2 separate regions of the Nothobranchius furzeri genome follow, and region 1 is linked to region 2. Evidence: chromatin contacts called from public Micro-C data. All regions are on one chromosome and are shown on one strand. The core of a region is the stretch at or near the end of the contact, and the rest is flanking DNA. Distances in the headings are between cores, read along the strand shown. Region 1 overlaps st6gal2a (ST6 beta-galactosamide alpha-2,6-sialyltranferase 2a). Region 2 overlaps jam2b (junctional adhesion molecule 2b).

Region 1 (4,658 bases), core at 2,086-4,585, 140 kb before region 2:
CATATGAACTCATGACATCATGTTCCTTTAATCTACAGGGATTAAGGTGAAACTGGCCCATCGTTGCATTTATAACAGCTTTAATTCTTCTGAGAAGGCTGTAAACAAGGTTTAGGAGTGTTTGTATTCTCCCAGAAGAACATTTGTGAGGTGATGTTGGACTAGATGGTCTGGATCACACATCTCTGGTCTGAGCTCAAGATCGGGTCTCTGCAGATGGAACTTTGATGGAACACCTTAATCCACTGATTTGTTGGAGCGTTCAAATACTGTTGATTTAGTGTTGCTAGGTTATAGCTAACTTCTACAAATAACCACATAATTAAATGGCCTGTTTTTGTATAGCACCTTTGTGGGGTTATACCACCCCCATCTTTGACTAAAACTAACAAACTACAGCGTTGCGCGATACAGTTGTCATTTCCGCCTTTTTCCTGATTGGTTATTTTTTAGCTGGCTAGTCCCGCCCCTCATGGTGCTCTCTGCCTCTGAGTATCCAGACTTATCCTCTGTGTAGAGTAGACAGTTATGTAACTTTACCACTGGAGAGCACTTGCCCAATTCCCAACATTTACATTAAAAAAGTTAGCTTAAAAACTGAGATGCCGGATCCTAGCAGACAGTTACCGGACATGTACTTTCAAAATAAGACAGGCACAAATTAAGCTCTGGCGCTAACGACAGTTATCCTCGTTTGAATACAGTGAAACGACCCGCTGCACCTCCTTGCTGTGAACCTGTTCCCGGCTTCACAGACGACCATGTACGCAACATTACTTACGAAGCCAACAGCCCAAGCCATCTGAGATCTGCGGACGGAACATCACCATGGCAACGCTTCCAGCTTCTGGGACAACCATGTTTCTTTTAACCATACAAATGTTGTGCTTGTTGGCAGCATGTACAGGTGCAAGAATGGAACGCAGCATTTGTTAATACTCCTGTGCCTTTGCTACCTTTGCAAATTAGCAGCTGCTGTAACACAGACCTAGGTCAAGATATTGTTGGTTGCCCTCCCAGATATGCTTTCTTTAAATGATCTGAATTATTTCATTTAAGTGGAATTACTTGATAAAATCACAGAAAACAGGGCTGGCGCTTATGAAAAGTTGTGATTTAGATAAACCTTCAACAAATCAAGTGCCTAAATTCCCTCTGATTAGCCTGACGCTAACCCTTCTCTAAATGCTTCTAAAGTTTCTGTGTTTTACAACTGAAAGGTTCCTCTAGCAGCACTGGACTGATTGATGCTGTAAAGAATAAAAGTTATTTCTCAAAATTAGATGGAACAAAGTAAGTGACTAATATCTGGGGGCATTTTTAATGTTCCATCGTAAAACAGGCAACTAAATTAAAAGCAGGCAGGGAGCGGGCTTCCCACGGCTTCAGCAAAAATGCAAATATATTTTAATTACAAATCAGAAAGCAGCAGGATCTTTGATTGCAACAAAAAAATTCAAAGGATGCATGAAAAAGATGAGGGGTAGAGCAGGAGTCTTCTGAGCTCTGTTAGAAATGACCACAACTGTTGCCATGGCAACATGAGAGAGCACGAACATTCACATACAAATACTCATAAGGCTTTCCAGTGTTTTCCACCCGTCAGGATGGTGCAGCCATCGTGTCTCCTCCACCCGAGTGGCTCACCTTGTATAGGTCGATGGCGTAAGGCGCAGGATCCCACGCCACCAGGGCGACATCCTTAAACATGGAGCTGGTGTTGAACTGATGACTGGGGTTTGTCAAAATCTGCGGAGAGAAAATAAGATGAGACATTCATTTGGTAACTATGAACACAAAGCACGACGCCATCATCTCATTTCCAACAATATAAACTTGTTTTTCCTGAACGTTGATCTGGAACATAAAACATGGATTCATACATCTGTAGCATGTTATGATTATGCTGAGGCGTCCAAGGCCAGACTCTCTCTTACCTGTGAATTTATTATTCTTATTGTAGTTTTGTTCCCCACATCTCGCTCGTAACCCTCTGTAGGCGCAGCGTTGAACCGTAAAACTGCATCATGCGAGTCTGAAAGATGAAGCATGAATTGAGCCGAGTTTCAGGTAGACGCATTATTATTATTGTTATTATTATTATTATTATTACTATACAAACATGAACAGTTAGGAAGCAAAAATAAGGCCACTGAGCTTCAGTTCAAACATCAAATCTCTGACAAACACTTGAACATGATGCAGCGTTTTTGTCAAGGTCGGTATGGAAATGTGTGGCTGCAGCGATGAAACAGCCAACAGCAGGAATGAAGTGCTCTCCGGTGGTGAAGTTACATAACTGATTAGTAAATAAAATAATTTTTTTAAGTAGGTTTTTTTTTGATAATTTTTTTCCACAGTTCAACAAAAAGAAAAGTCTGACATTTCCAAACACATCTCAGCTTGTTTGCTGATCGATCCATCAACTCACGTCGTCTTGCTCTAGTGTCGATCTGACATTTAAGTGGATGATCCTTCAGCTCAGATGTGATGCTGCTTCATCAAAAACTGGAGGAGCTGCTCTTCTCAGTCAATAAAGCATCATTAACGAGGTTTTTCTCCAACAGAACTAGACCAGAATCACACACATTCACAACGATTTTTCATCTTCATCCAGGCAAAAAACTGGAGGTGAAATGTCAGACCTTTTTCCCATCACTATAAAGTTGAAGATTGATATATGATGTCACAAAGACACACAAAAAAAAGATCAATGTTGTAATGTTAAAATGAGAAATCTGAAGTTGATGGTTTAATTTATTCTAACAGCACATCAGACAAGAACAAAGGTTCTTTAGCACCTCCAATACTTATAAAGGCGTCCCCCAGGGATCCACATTGGGTCCAACTTTATTTCAACATTCATATAAATCATTCATTATTGTGCAGATGATGCCATTTTATAAAGAGTGCTATAAAACATCTGCAATTGTCTTTATCAAGAAATTATGAATCAAAGAAAAATGATTATTACATTAAATCATAAAAGTGTTCAAATACCTGGGGTTAACTGCCTGATGAAAAAACTTCACAAGGAGCTGTAATGGTGATAGTGCCTTTTAAAGTATTTGCGCCCATGGCTTAAGAGTCAGAGACATCTTATACTGGATTATCTCACGATTATGGATGATTTTAAAAGTGGGATTAAGGATTATTTGAATGCTGAATGCACAAATCCAATTATTGCTCTTTAACTTGTGTTTTTTTATGTGCAACTATGATGCTCTCTCTGCCAGAAGGGAATCCGGATCTCAAAGGGATTATTCCTAAAGAAATAAAAATTAAATAGTAAAAAAATAAAAAGTTCTGTCAAATATAAATACACCACAAGAGGGCGACAGTTCCAAAGTAACTCTGAACATTAATACGGACCTTTATCCTGTTTACCATGTAAGACTGAAGCAAATTCCAGCTTTTAAATAAACAGAATAAGACTCCCAAATGTTTCTGTCAAAAGAAAATCAGAAATTCCACTAAAGAACATTTGCTTGTTTGCAGCAAAAATGTGGATCTGCCTTCTAGAGCTGAACTGATGGCATTTTCTCTGTTGACCAGGTGGTGGCAGACACACACCGTCACACATCCAGACGTCACACAAAACCCAGTCCTGAGTGATGAAGCCCACACATCTGGCCTACACATCTGGCCCTCAGCCAGTGAAAACGCCTAAATCTAAATGCCAAATTATCTGCATGTGGCACAGAAAATAGAGCAGATTCTCATCCTGAATCAGAATAAATCTCAATAATCATGCAGGTGATGCAGCGTCTCGTTTTTACTATAGACAGAAGCAAAGAGAACATCAAAGCAGTTGTCAAAGCTAAACCTGACGCTGTCTCTAAAGCAGCTGCCCTATTCTTCAGGATGCATCTGGAGTCGTCTTTGTTTCTCCTTTTAGAGAATCGAACCCAAGGATGACGAAACTCTGAACCAATACCTGCTGTTATACGTTATTAACATCCATGTGACAGCTCTCGCTGAGGAGAATCATCAATATTTACTCACTGATCTTCCTTCTTTAAAATGTCTTCATGGAATCTGACAAATATCTTTAACTGATCTGTGACAGCAGGGAGAGATCGACTTCCTTTGCTTGTGGATGTGAATCTGTCACATCACAGAGCAGAAAGCTAAAAAAGCTTTAAATAAATAAGTGACAGTAAATGTGCTTTTACAGACTTTCAGGTGCTCTCAAATCCACATTTAGTCAGCATTTCAGGGGATTTGCAGAGAACCTGTTAGTGCCTTCAAGCTACTTCACATAAAGGAGTGTGGAGAGTGTTGACCGTCTAAAGCAGGAAGACTGATGTTTCCACTGACACAGCACAACAAGTTAATTCCACTGTGACCACAGTGTCAAGTGCAAATGCAGCTTCCCATTACCTGCATCTGATTTTCATAGAAACCATTTCAGTCTCTCCTATTCTCAAGGACAACCTTATATAAAGCAATAGCCCTTTACATTAAGCTCAAACCTTACAGAAATGACGTTATAAAGCTCAAATTGTCATGTTTATTTCAGCGTTCCCTCCAAACAGATAAACTCTGATATGAATGCAAAGGAAGCGAGCTATGTGTGATGTGAAGAAGCCTGATTGGATACCAGAGGGGGTTCTGCTTTTCCTAGTGAGCCATCTGTCGTTGAGTTCACACTCTCC
Region 2 (4,939 bases), core at 458-2,957:
CCTTCACCCTCCTCAACCTTCATGCAGCACACCTGGTTTCTTCATTAAGCCCCAGCCAAACCCTGTTTCCCTGACTACCACAGTCAGCTTCATCCACTTCACCTGCTCCTGACTCCTCAGCTCATCTCACACACCTGCTTCCCCTACTATATATTCACCAGTAAACCACCAGTTCCCTGCCAGATCATTTACAGCCCTGCCCGTAAATTCTCCAGCTATTCACCCTGCCTGATTTCTGCCTCTGGACCTTGTTTTTCTCCTGACCCCTGTCTTGAACTCTTCCTGCCTTTACGACCTTCGCCTGTCTCCGACTCTGTCTCCAGCCTCATCCACCTGGTAATTCTGCTGCAAATAAACATTTTTTAATCTATTTTTACTGTGTTTGGCGTCTTCACGGGTCTTCTGAGTTCTGTTCGTGACACCAAGAGAGCCGAGCACATCACTCCTGTTCTTTAATCTCTACACTGGTTACCTGTAAACTACTAAATCTATTTCAAAGTACTTCTGCTAGTTTATAAATCACTCAATGGCCTGGGGCCAGAATACATGTCGGATCTCCTTCCTGTTTATGCGCCCAGCAGGGCTCTGAGATCCTTAGGAGGTAGTAAACTGGTACAACTCTGGGTCAGAGCCAAACAGGGTGAAGCTGATTTTAGCTATGCACACAGATGGAATCTGCTTCCTCATGACTTCACATCTGCCCCAACTCTACAAACTTTTAAAACAAAATTGAAAACCTTCATGTTTTCATCAGCCTTTAAATAAATGTTCTTATGCTGCACCCTCTGCACTGTAACTGCTCACCCTTTAACTTTGTCTTTTTTTTTTCATTTTAATATTAATGTTCTTGCTCTTCTTGCTGATGGAAAGCACATTGAATCGTTTATAATCTATTTTATAAGTGTGATGTTTTATTGCTGTAGCTTTGGTTTATTGTTCAGCACTTTGGTCACCTTCGGTGTTTTTAAATGTGCTGTATAAATACAATAAATTTGATTTTATTTAAATTAGTTGGCGTGATAGCTTCTTTGTGTGCCTGAAAAGTCTCACATCTGCCTGTTTGGAGTCATTCAGAGCTCTAATGTAAAGTGCAAAGTGGTTATTTAATGGCCACCGACTGAGAGCTAGTGCACAAACTGACATTTTAAAAAGCAAAATCATCTAAAGAGGTGAGGAAATGAATATTTAAGTCCTCTATGCATAGAAGTCCCTGAATTTCTGGTTGAAATATTCAAAATCTGAATGTTGTGTTCTCGTTTTGTCATTATGCTGAATGCTGAAGCTGTTCCTTCTGATGAAACCCACACTTGTCAGAATGCCAGACTATTCACTATTGTCTTTGAGCACACAGCCAGTGTTCTTTGTTGGCAGCCTCAGCAGCCACTCGTGGACAGGTTCCATCTACCATATCTAAATATTTACAGAACAAACTGGATCCGCTCACTTCCCATTCTCAGATCCTGTTGTTCTCTTCAGTCTCTGTGTTTATGGACTCGAGGTGATCAAATCCTATTATATGGAAAGCGCGTGCAAAATCATCAAGTATGTACACAAAGAAAAACTCAAAAGGAGTGGGCAGAAATGTAAAACAGGCGAGGCTCTTTGGATTCATAGCCAGCGAAATAGGGAGAAAATGAGCACAATGGGAGGAGAACAATTGTGGATCTGTGCAAAGACAAAACGGATAAACAGTTGGCATCACGCAGGCTTTTGGAATCTGCAGCTGAAGCACTCATGCTGTCACTGCTACCCTCTAGTGTTGGCCTAAGGGGCGCAAAAGCAAAATATGATGTTTTCACATAAATTATATTGTGACCCCAAATGATTTAGAAAAAAAGCACACAAAAAAAGGCCAATTTTCTTCATTCTTTCATGGTTTAAATATTAAAGGGAAAATCACATATTTGTGTGGAAATGAAATTAATACAATGGTTCCATCTTTTTATTGATTATTAATTAAATTTTTCAGCATGTGTGTATAAAAGTTTTTATGCTTTAAAAGAGTGTTCAGTGTGTGCAGACACCTGTTCAACCACGCAGTAATCATAACAAAGATCATAAGACCATAGACATACATACAGGTCTGTGAAGTATTAAAAAAATGTTTTTAAATACACATTAAAAGATAAAAACTATTAGCTGAAGCCGATACAAGGCACAGTGTCATACGTGACATAATTTATATACAATTGTGACAAAATGCCTGCCGATAAAAACACTGTAAAGGTTTTAAAATTAATTTCACACAAAAAAAGCCTCATCTCAACACAAAATAGGCCAAAGGGGGCTGTGACAAATGTGATTCAGGTATGCATTTAGATGAGAATTATCAGAGCTGTACATGAAAAGTCTTTAAAAAGTCCTTTTTGAACTCCAGAGGGCGTCCGTCCGACCTCCAGATGAAGCTGTCGCTCAGCGTCAGATCATGAAGGACCGAGTCTGTTTGTAGTGTTTGAGCTGCAGAGGAAAAAAACTGAATCACTTCCTCTAATTAGCCGGAGAGCAGTGTTAGCAGCAAATGAATGCAAGAACAACAAGTCTGAGCACAAACAACTCACGTGGCGGGTGGGTGGAGGAGGGGGTGGTGGAGGGATGTAGGGCTTGGAGCTGAAGGGAGACGGCTCATTAGAGGCTCAGAAAGAGATCATTTAAAGAAAAAAAACTGAATAATAAGAGAGAAATTTAAATCTACTCACCTGTTTGTCTTCTTGTTCTCTGTTTAAAGGAACAACAAAGAGGAAAGGATCTGGGTCAGCAGCAGGAATCTGATAAATCTTCTCAGTCCATCAGAGTTTAGTCTTTACTACAGCTGCAGTTATCTATTTTTACTTTATTAAAATAATGTTTTAAATAAATAAGAGCTTCAACATGTGTTGCTTTAGATGGTTATCGCCACATTGAACACAAATCCTATCCTGGAGGAGTAATTAAACATCCCCGTCAAATCAGTCATATCAGCTCGCTGATAAAATCAGGGTAAGTGTTTCTGCATGCTGGTTTGCATTTATTTTACAGAAGCAAGATTACTGAGAAACCCACACGATAAAAACAAATGTCGATGTACTGGCTGTGGTTATTTAATGGAATGACAGTCCACCCATTTGTCAAATATGTGTATTAGTTTCATTCTATGATTAATTGGAAGCCTTTGCAATATTGATTTGTGTACTTTGATGTTGCAGTAGTGATAAATTGGTGATATTTGTGCAGCTTTAAGTCTCTTCATATGTAAAACTTCAATATGTAATTGAAAACGTAGCAACTTTAATTAAATTTGTTCATAAATCTGGACACAGAATTATTAATTTAGTAGTTTATGTGCAAGATTGCAAAGGTAAGAGGCTTAGTAAATAGATTTAATGTTTATTATTGGTCTGTGAGCTGAAAAATGCATAAATGTAAAATATTTTTTACTAAACTGATGTTTTCTGAACTGTAACTGCTGGCAGCTAAAATGGGAAAATAAAAACTATGAGAAAATAAACAAAGCATCAGCTGGAATCATGTTGAATTTCTACTTCTGGCATTTTAGTTTTATCTTTAACTGCAAATAAATGAGCAACATTTCTGCAAATTTAAAGATCAAAAGTTAGTAACTTTCTATGTTTTGTCTCTTTTGTCTCCGTTCAGTCACAATCACATTTCCTGCACATTCTGAGTCCTGAAGATGAGGAAAAAGAAGGGTTCAAGAAGCTGCAGCAACTATTTTGAGAGCAAACTTTTTGGTTTTGCAAATTTCAGCAACATGAGTGTGAAGCCTGTGACTGAAGGGAAGACACCTTGTGATGATTTAGAGACTTATTTGCTCTTAAATTAAAAGTCCTTGAGGCAAATTCCAGAACATGCAACTGTTTCATAGTTTGCATTGCCGTCTGCGTTCCTGTCGGGTCAGACGGGCCTCATGTTTTTATTGATTACTTTTTCTCTTTCTAAGATGTGGCAAGGTCTTTGCCCCTTGCAGTCCCAGTGTGGTCCATTGGATACTGTGCACCTTTTTGATTATTTCTTGCCTTTCTCTCAGTTTCTTGCCTAATCCTGCTGCAGCTAGCCCTCTGTTCAGAGTTTGCTGCTACACAAAATTAAAATAAAACTCAGTAGTACTCACTTTTGCAGCGTCCTCGGCGGCGGCAGATACAAACACAGATGCAGCAGAAAAGGACGAGCGCCACAAATCCTGAAGCGCTCGCTATTAAAATGGTTGTATTGAAGGGATCTGAAAGGACAGTAGATCTGTTTAGATTTGTGTTTTCATTTTGTAAAAATTAAAGTCAGTTTTTTTTTGGTACTTGCATTCAATGACGTTGAGCTGTTGAGCCACACAGCTCTTGGGAGCCCCGACGCTGTTGGAGGACTCACAGCGGTACATCCCTTCATCTGATTTGGATACACCTTTGAATTTCTGATCCAAACCAAGTATAAATGTAACAGATTAGTATTTCAGCTTGTTTGTGTTGTTTTGTCTGCAGGAATATAAAAACTGCATGTGCTGACCAGCGTGCCCTTGCTGGTGTCGATGCTGTAGGGCGTCTCTCCTGTGGACGTCAGGGCCTTGTTGTCTTTGTACCAGCGGTAGGTTGCAGGTGGCACGCTGAGCTTGTCCTTACACTGAAGCTCCAGGCTCGATCCAATGAACACGGAGCTCGGCACCTCGCAGGATGGAACGTGAGGAGGCACTGAGGTGGAAAATACAGGGGAAAAAATTCATCAGGCTGCAAAAAATAAAGTTTTCTGCTTAATCTACTTTAAAAACAAATATGAAATGTAAACAAGGTCACACCAGGGATACTATGCAACTTTTTCATATTTTCACATCCTTTTCTTGAGCCAGTATGAGCTAAAATGACCCTTTAATGAAATGTCACTCGGACCCCACCGCCCTCTGTGGCCAGAATACCGCATTTGCAACTTCAGAGTGTCAGGCCACACCTGTGGACTATGA

What was found. A called contact is a pair of places that touch in the nucleus more often than the background predicts.
Region 1: a Micro-C map of tail fin shows a contact between it and region 2, with 9 times the contacts expected there. The contact joins two enhancer-like sites. A contact is called at or near these places in 2 of 2 Hi-C or Micro-C datasets (skeletal muscle and tail fin).

What each region holds. Positions count from the first base shown.
Region 1 is chr14:25,953,423-25,958,080 of NfurGRZ-RIMD1, reverse strand. It overlaps st6gal2a (ST6 beta-galactosamide alpha-2,6-sialyltranferase 2a), which reads right to left. Exons shown (of 7, transcript XM_015966162.3): 4 at 1,938-2,035; 5 at 1,648-1,749. Among protein-coding and RNA genes, the nearest start is that of st6gal2a, 44 kb to the right of the region's middle. Within about 2 kb of position 3,335, at least 1 of the 3 cell types and tissues checked has an H3K27ac peak or open chromatin away from gene starts, as enhancers often do. A contact at or near this core is called in tail fin, where this site is marked.
Region 2 is chr14:25,810,974-25,815,912 of NfurGRZ-RIMD1, reverse strand. It overlaps jam2b (junctional adhesion molecule 2b), which reads right to left. Exons shown (of 10, transcript XM_015966164.3): 5 at 4,492-4,673; 6 at 4,291-4,399; 7 at 4,106-4,213; 8 at 2,697-2,715; 9 at 2,559-2,607; 10 at 2,201-2,457. The coding sequence ends at 2,419. Among protein-coding and RNA genes, the nearest start is that of LOC129164937, 6.5 kb to the left of the region's middle. Within about 2 kb of position 1,707, at least 1 of the 3 cell types and tissues checked has an H3K27ac peak or open chromatin away from gene starts, as enhancers often do. A contact at or near this core is called in tail fin, where this site is marked.